2 separate regions of the Mus musculus genome follow, and region 1 is linked to region 2. The links are chromatin contacts, called in public Hi-C maps. All regions are on one chromosome and are shown on one strand. Each heading gives the region's core, a stretch centred on a gene start, on an enhancer-like site or on the middle of the called end of the contact. The rest is flanking DNA. Distances are from core to core; before and after follow the strand shown. Region 1 overlaps Plppr1 (phospholipid phosphatase related 1). Region 2 overlaps Gm52718 (a long non-coding RNA gene).

What was found. Hi-C and Micro-C count contacts between places; a contact is called where the count stands out from the background.
Region 1: a Hi-C map of forebrain shows a contact between it and region 2, with 2.9 times the contacts expected there. The contact joins two enhancer-like sites. A contact is called at or near these places in 1 of 39 promoter capture datasets (hippocampal neurons), 1 of 15 datasets of contacts at CTCF or cohesin (hippocampal excitatory neurons), 23 of 484 Hi-C or Micro-C datasets (cardiomyocytes, cerebellar granule neurons, cerebral cortex and 9 more), 6 of 115 datasets of contacts at active chromatin or transcription factors (SST interneurons, astrocytes, embryonic basal ganglia and 3 more) and 1 of 9 other capture datasets (embryonic stem cells).

The regions. Positions count from the first base shown.
Region 1 is chr4:49,211,352-49,214,596 of GRCm38.p6, forward strand. All of the region lies in intron 2 of Plppr1 (phospholipid phosphatase related 1), which reads left to right. Among named protein-coding and RNA genes, the nearest start is that of Gm32657, 33 kb to the right of the region's middle. Within about 2 kb of position 1,665, at least 10 of the 459 cell types and tissues checked have an H3K27ac peak or open chromatin away from gene starts, as enhancers often do. A contact at or near this core is called in forebrain and hippocampal neurons, where this site is marked.
Region 2 is chr4:48,777,745-48,781,121 of GRCm38.p6, forward strand. All of the region lies in intron 1 of Gm52718 (a long non-coding RNA gene), which reads left to right. Among named protein-coding and RNA genes, the nearest start is that of Gm52718, 4.3 kb to the left of the region's middle. Within about 2 kb of position 2,042, at least 22 of the 459 cell types and tissues checked have an H3K27ac peak or open chromatin away from gene starts, as enhancers often do. A contact at or near this core is called in forebrain and hippocampal neurons, where this site is marked.

The DNA of each region.
Region 1 (3,245 bases), core at 415-2,914, 430 kb after region 2:
TTTTCAGTGATTCAGCTGCCTATGCTTGAAAGTGACCCCAATAAAGTCACCGGCTCCCTAGGTTAGAATAGAGTAGAATCATTTCTTTCATCTGCCATTGATATCCTCTCTAGGTAAACAGATGTCTGTTCCTGCCCTCCCCGAGCAAAAGACACACAGCAATGAACATCCAAATAATATTCCATTTTCTTTTCACTGTAACAACTTTCTGATGTATTATATACCTTTCTACTTCTTTCTATACTCTTTCTGTTCATTCATCTCATTTCTACTTAATTTCTAAAAATTCTGTGCATTTTTTGCTTTAGTCTTCCTACTTTATAGTGTTATTTCATTGCTTTTGCCTTTCTTGCGTGTCTTTCATTGTACCACATGCATTTTACGTACTCTCAGAATAAGGTGATTAGTCATCTTATTTGTTGTGTCTGCCACCGTGTGGCGCTCAGTGGATAGATTCTTTTAGGATTCATGTGGGTGTTAGGTTTTGGGAGTAACGCTTTGGAGGGATTTTGAATGACTATAACTCTTGCACTTTGGTTTTATTATTGGAGCCCCAACTCCCATGGCCCCAAAGTCAGAGCATTTTTCTCCCTGTGTTCTTCTTATGCTAGCAGTGTCTTTGTTCTTGAGAGCGAAGAGCGACTTTTCAGGAATACTGGCTTTTACACAGGTGTTGTCCTTCCAAAACAAGTCCTCCTGTCCTATATTGTGGACACTAAGGTCCAAACCCCAATACTGAGATTGATCTGTAACTCTTTCTCTACACTCACCTGGGCCCACCGGGGCTTGTGTCTATGCATCACCACCATGGGCCCACTGGGGCTTGTGTCTATGCATCACCACCAGCGTTTCTAGTACCTTTTCTGTTTCAGTTTAACCTGTGAATTCAACAGAAAGAGAGAGAAAGAGGGAAGGAAGGGAGAGAAGAAGGAAGGGAGAGAGGAAGGGAGGGAAGAAAGAAGGGAGGGAGGGAGGGAGGGAGGGAGGGAAGGAGGGAGGGAGAGAGGAAGAAAGAGGAGAGGAGAGAATGAGAGAAAGGTATGTGTTTTGTACTAGGTTTTTCCATTACCTTTTTCCATCAATTTATTAACTCAAGAAAATATTAATGTCTACAGTTTCCCTGAGGCACTAGGTGATTGCCTTTTCTAAATGGTTTTCATGTAACTAAGCTTCTTCTGTAACTTGGCGCTTATAAAACTCCTTGTAAGGCAGGATTTCGTAGCCCTGCTGAGATGAATACAAGGCAAGGATGAGAGACACCTGTTGCCCAGTGTTGAACTCTCAAGTGCATTTTCTTCGCTACTTTTATATAAGCATAGACTGGGTATGTTTGTTTTATTCCTGGAAGTTGGTGAGGAGAATAGCCATGAACCAACACCCCTAATTCAAATTTCCCAGAGAAGCAGGAACTTGCTTTGGACTCACTTGGAAGAGGTGGCAGTGAGCTGCCTGGTGAGGCGCTGAGCCGCACATATCGTCTTGTGGCCATGACAGTCAGGAGCAGCATTACCCTGGGCATTTCTGGAATTGTACAAAAATGAGAGGGGTCAGTGCTTATAGATTACAAAAGCGCATGTAGAAAATAATGACCGGACCAAAAGGAAGGGCAGAGCGTTGGGAGGAAAGCAGATAGGTTAAGACGCAAGCAATGCTGGGCAGACAGAATGAATCCTTTGTCTCCTCCCAGCGCCAGCAGGTTCTGTCTCTGACACTGAAATCTTAACATGTGGATAAGGATCTGAGGGTCTGGAACGGAAGGGTTTTAGCACAATCAGAGAAAAATCCATGTGGTATTTCAGACCAATAGACTTTAGCTTTTCACTGATCTAATTGCAGTAGAAAAAGCAAAAAGTAGCAAATGTTTGTCTGGACAGAGGCCAGAGAAATCAGATGGAATAGGAGAAAAATTCATTTTTAACAGGAGGCATGGCTCTCTCAGCTTTGTTTCTGCATCTTACAGTTAGGAATATCTTGGAGGGATCAAGACACAGGACTGAGAGTCTAACAGTTAGAGGAAAATTAAAACAGTGCCAAAGGACTCAGGAGTCTTTCTGTGTTTTTTTGTACACTCCCTCCTTTCTGCATCCTGCTGTCTCCATCTTGCCTTTTCTTTATCTGTTATTTCAGCAACGCATTTCATGCTTGAGAATCTATAGAGAGAGCATTTCCCTAAGGAAAGACTCATAAATTGGTGTCTCAGGAGTCTGAACAAAAATAATGTGTGTTGTTTGTGGTATCCCATGCTCCCTTGCAAAATTAGACATTTTCCCCCCAAAATGCTTAATAGTAACTATCTGTTTTGGACAAATGTCTCCACATACAAATAGATTTCTCTAAGGACAATTTTATTGTATCCTCTGTAAAATCGTTACTAAACTGCACCTTCAAATCTCTTTCAAATGTATTTGTGCTAAGACCAACTCTATGTGGAGCTGTGCTTCCTCAGAAGAGACTGGGGGCTGGAAACCTTTCCATAATGTATGCAGCAGAGGCTTGACATGTATGCATGAGCCAGGGTTAGTTTTCTCATTTTGGTGGTTGACTGTACTTGCAAGTTTTATTGCCCGTGTTTGACAATTCATTCCTCTCAGATTGAACCTATCAGATGATGATGATAAATCATATCCTGGAGATAAATAAATAATACAATGTTTGCCAAGAACTTGATTTTGATTTCCTTAGGGTGGAAGGGAAGTAACCGTGCATCACTCTTTGGGCATTGAATGCCATCTGTGTCCGTTGCCTTAAGTGTCTCTGATTTGGGAAGAAGGATGTCTCTGTACCTGCATTTCTAACCTGAGCTTGCAGCTTCTTAGATTAAGTCATTTTACCTGTTTGTATATGAGCCTCACATTTTGATTCTTTCAGATTTGTATACCTAATTCATATTGAAAGTTTTGTCTCCAGTTTTTAAATAAATAAATAATAGTGAAATAAATAAATAAAATAATAAACTGGTTTCTGCTTATAGAAAAATATCAGAATCTTATTGTCTTCTAAAATGAAATGGAAAATATATAAGTTGTTATGAAGCTTTCTGGACTCAAGTCCTGGCTCTATTGTTTGTTGCCGATACAAACTTGTTTGTCCTTTAAGATTTCAGTTACTTTGTTAAACAGAAAGAAATAGGAATGCATCATGAGAGCTTTTGAAAAATTAATGAGGTGAGGCACCCGAGCATTCTTGCTGAGTAACACATGCTTGACAAGAATAATTTTAAAGTAACAGTTTTGGCACAAAGATGA
Region 2 (3,377 bases), core at 792-3,291:
TTGTTAAAACCCTTACAGCAGTCCTCCAAAGTCTATACGATTCCCAGTTTATAGAAGAGATCAGTATATAACTTATACATAAGGTATGAACGGAATTGAAATCAAAAGTCTTGTGATCCAATGTTTAAAATGCTCTTGCTTTTTACTCTGTCGTGCCTCCCATGGGAACGTGATGGTAGCTGTGAGTCAGCCTGACTTTCACTGTCTTGGGTTTGCCACTCTCATGTCAGGATTCCTAAGTAGGCTGACTGTCTGTGGAGTTTCTTCAGCAACACCACCACCACCCCCAACAGAGATTCTGTAACTATTAGTTGAGAAGACATAACAAGTAAATTCCGCATACTAGCTCTTCAAGCCTAAGACCGGCTAACAAAAAACCTCTGCATCAGCTGCAAGAAGCCGTTTTTGAGATGTTGGCTAGGTTTGTCCAATAGACTCTCAAAACATTACAGACTATTTTTATTGCTCTTGGTTGTCCCCCAGAGGTGGAAAGTTAGTTACTATTGCTGAAGACAACATGTCATTTAGATGTAGACTCCTGAGGTCCCTAAGCTGCATCTGACCTGGAAGCTTCCTCCCTGAGGACTAGCTTTTGTGGTAGCTTCAGATACCATGAAAGCTTCCAAAGGAGAGAAGTAACCAATGGTCTTACCCCTATATGACTCCTATGGCCCACAACGATGGCCAGCATGGCACGATGACCCCAAAGGTGCAGTAGAGGCATGCAGACCTTGGCAGGAACCAACAGCTCTCTAATTGGATCTAAAACTCACTTAACAAGAAGGAAATCATGCCTGATACTGGAACCTAGCCAACCACTCAGGGCTGGTGAAAGCACAGATACTTGAAGAGAACACACAACCAGGACTTTGTTAAACCAACATCTCCCTAACTATACTCTACATATTTGACCACAGGTAACTACAGTCTTCATCCCTCACCAAGGATACTTATTATTGCAAGAGGCAGAAACATTATAGAAAATTACTGTCAATCAAAATTCAGAGTCATGGAAACTGGTCCCAATGAGTACACCTACAAAATGATTCCCACATCTAACACTCAGGGTTCACTGAAGAAGGGGATTGTAAGAAACAAAGGATGAGAAAGCTTGCTGTGAGATTGTGTCTTCTAGCAATGTCCCCTAAAGCTTCACCAACATGACTGCCTAGACATGAGCTGAATGAGAACAACAATAATGGACATGCCAAAATGGACAGGGGTGGGGGGAAACCATGAGACCTCAATTCCATACAAAGAACTACAGTGGGAGAGATAGTCTTCCCCAGAGAAGAGCACACCAGGTGGTTAAGCAATACCAAATAGTCGTGTCTGAAAACATACATACAGGTATCATTCGTGATACAGTCTGATCAGGAAGTATTTATGCATACAAGAGTACCACCCCCTCCTCCCCCACGTAACAATAATTAATGAAAAAAAAACACCCCATGAGTTTGAAAAAAGAGAGGAAGGGTGTATGGGAGGGTTTGGAGGGGCAAAAGGGAATGGAGAAGTGATGTTATGATGTCTCAAAACCAAACAAAGCCTCAAGCCAAAAAACAAATAATAGCTCTTCATGTTTTCTCTTCTGGTACTCCAAGTCCCAAGGGGTCTTGAAAGCCTCCTTCATCTGGCCGGCAGGGGGCGGTAGAGACCATAAAGCCTCTGGTTAAATCTTGGGACAATCTTAACCTTGGAATCCAAATCAGATCAGATCCTTTGCCCTCTGATTCTGGTCTTTAGGAAAGAAAAGAAGTAGAAATCCCAGTAGTATGCATCGTAAGCCCAACCATGACAAGAATAACTTGTGTTTGCATAAGATCCCAAATAGGTGGATTGTATTATGCAGGAAACTTTTCACGGTTGGCTGGTGTTAGCGGTTTCATTAACCTCATGAAGACATTAATATCATTTGGAAAACAGAAGGAGAATGCCTCCAACTCCTCCATTAGACCCAATTAGCAGAGCGTTGCCACACAAAAGAGGTCGGCGTGCATCTGTCTGTGCTCCTGCTAGCAGCCGCTGTCGGCCCCATTAGATTGCTACTCACTGGAGCCATTAAAGCAGCCTCATTTGTGGTAGGAAGCGATCACTCCCAAAATAGGTTGCTTTCAAGAAATGGGTATTGGTAAGTGATAATGATGACAAATTAACACGAGATGATAAAATAAATGCACATGCAGATTGGACCAAATGTTGACTGACAGGACGGGGTGATGTATCTTTCTTGCTTTATTTACTCATTCTTGGTTATGTGCAGCAGCCTCTGAAACCTTTATTATTTAAATTTTTATTTCTTTGGGTCTGCTTCCATTTGCCATTGCAAGCCTTTGCAAAACCCTTGCTTTCTGCTTCTCCTCAATGGTCCCAGTGATGTGGTGTCTCAGATGCACTGAGCAGGCACAGCCGTTTTCTACACAGCCTATTCATTGGCCTTCTTGTTCTCAGATCCCTATGACAGGGCCAGTTGGTTGCTCCCACTAACCAGCACTGCTCTGTTCTATGACTACTGCCTCTGCAGATTATTGCTCTGTGGCCTCTCCAGCTTCAGAAGCACCATACTTATATAAAAAAAGATTTATTTCTAATTGTGTATATGTCTGTGTCCGTGTGTGAATATGTGCATGTGAGTTCAGGTGCCCAAGGGAGTTAGAAGAGAGTGCTAGATCTCCTACAGTCGGGGTTATAGGAAGTTGTGAGTTTCTTGTCATGGGTGCTGGGAATCAGACTTGACTCCTTTGAAGAGCAGTATGTGGTTTTAATTCTCCAGCCACCTCTTTCGAGCTGGCACCATACTTTGGATGTGTTAGGTTTAAGCATGCATATGGGAAACCCTTTAAAGATAACATCCTGTTACACACACAGTCCTGTATTAAGAAGTTGCCAGACTCCTTAAGAGAACAATTATCTTCTGTCACATCTCGCCAGTTTTTTTCCGTCTTCACAATGAAGTTGGACTCCTCCTTCTCCAGGAAGATTTTCCTCATCTACTAGATTGCTCTGAGTACCTGCCACACCAGCTCTTCTTAACCTGTGGGTCGAGACGCCTTTGGGGGTTAAATAACCCTTTCACAAGGGTCGCATATCAGATATTTACATTATGATTTATAACAGGAGCAAAATGACAGTTATGAAGTAGCCACAAAAATAATTTTATAGTTGGGGGTCCCCACACCATGAGGAGCTGTACTAAGGAGTCACAGCAGTAGGGAGGTTGGGGGTCACTGCGCCCCACATCTTTGTGTTTGGAAGCACAAAGCCTCTGCTTTGGCACTGCAGTCCTACCTCGACAGTTCTTTAATGTTCCCTGCTCAGGTCTGTCTGGTCTGTACCTTTTTTGACAGTATATCTCAAGTGCCTCGTATACTTATACC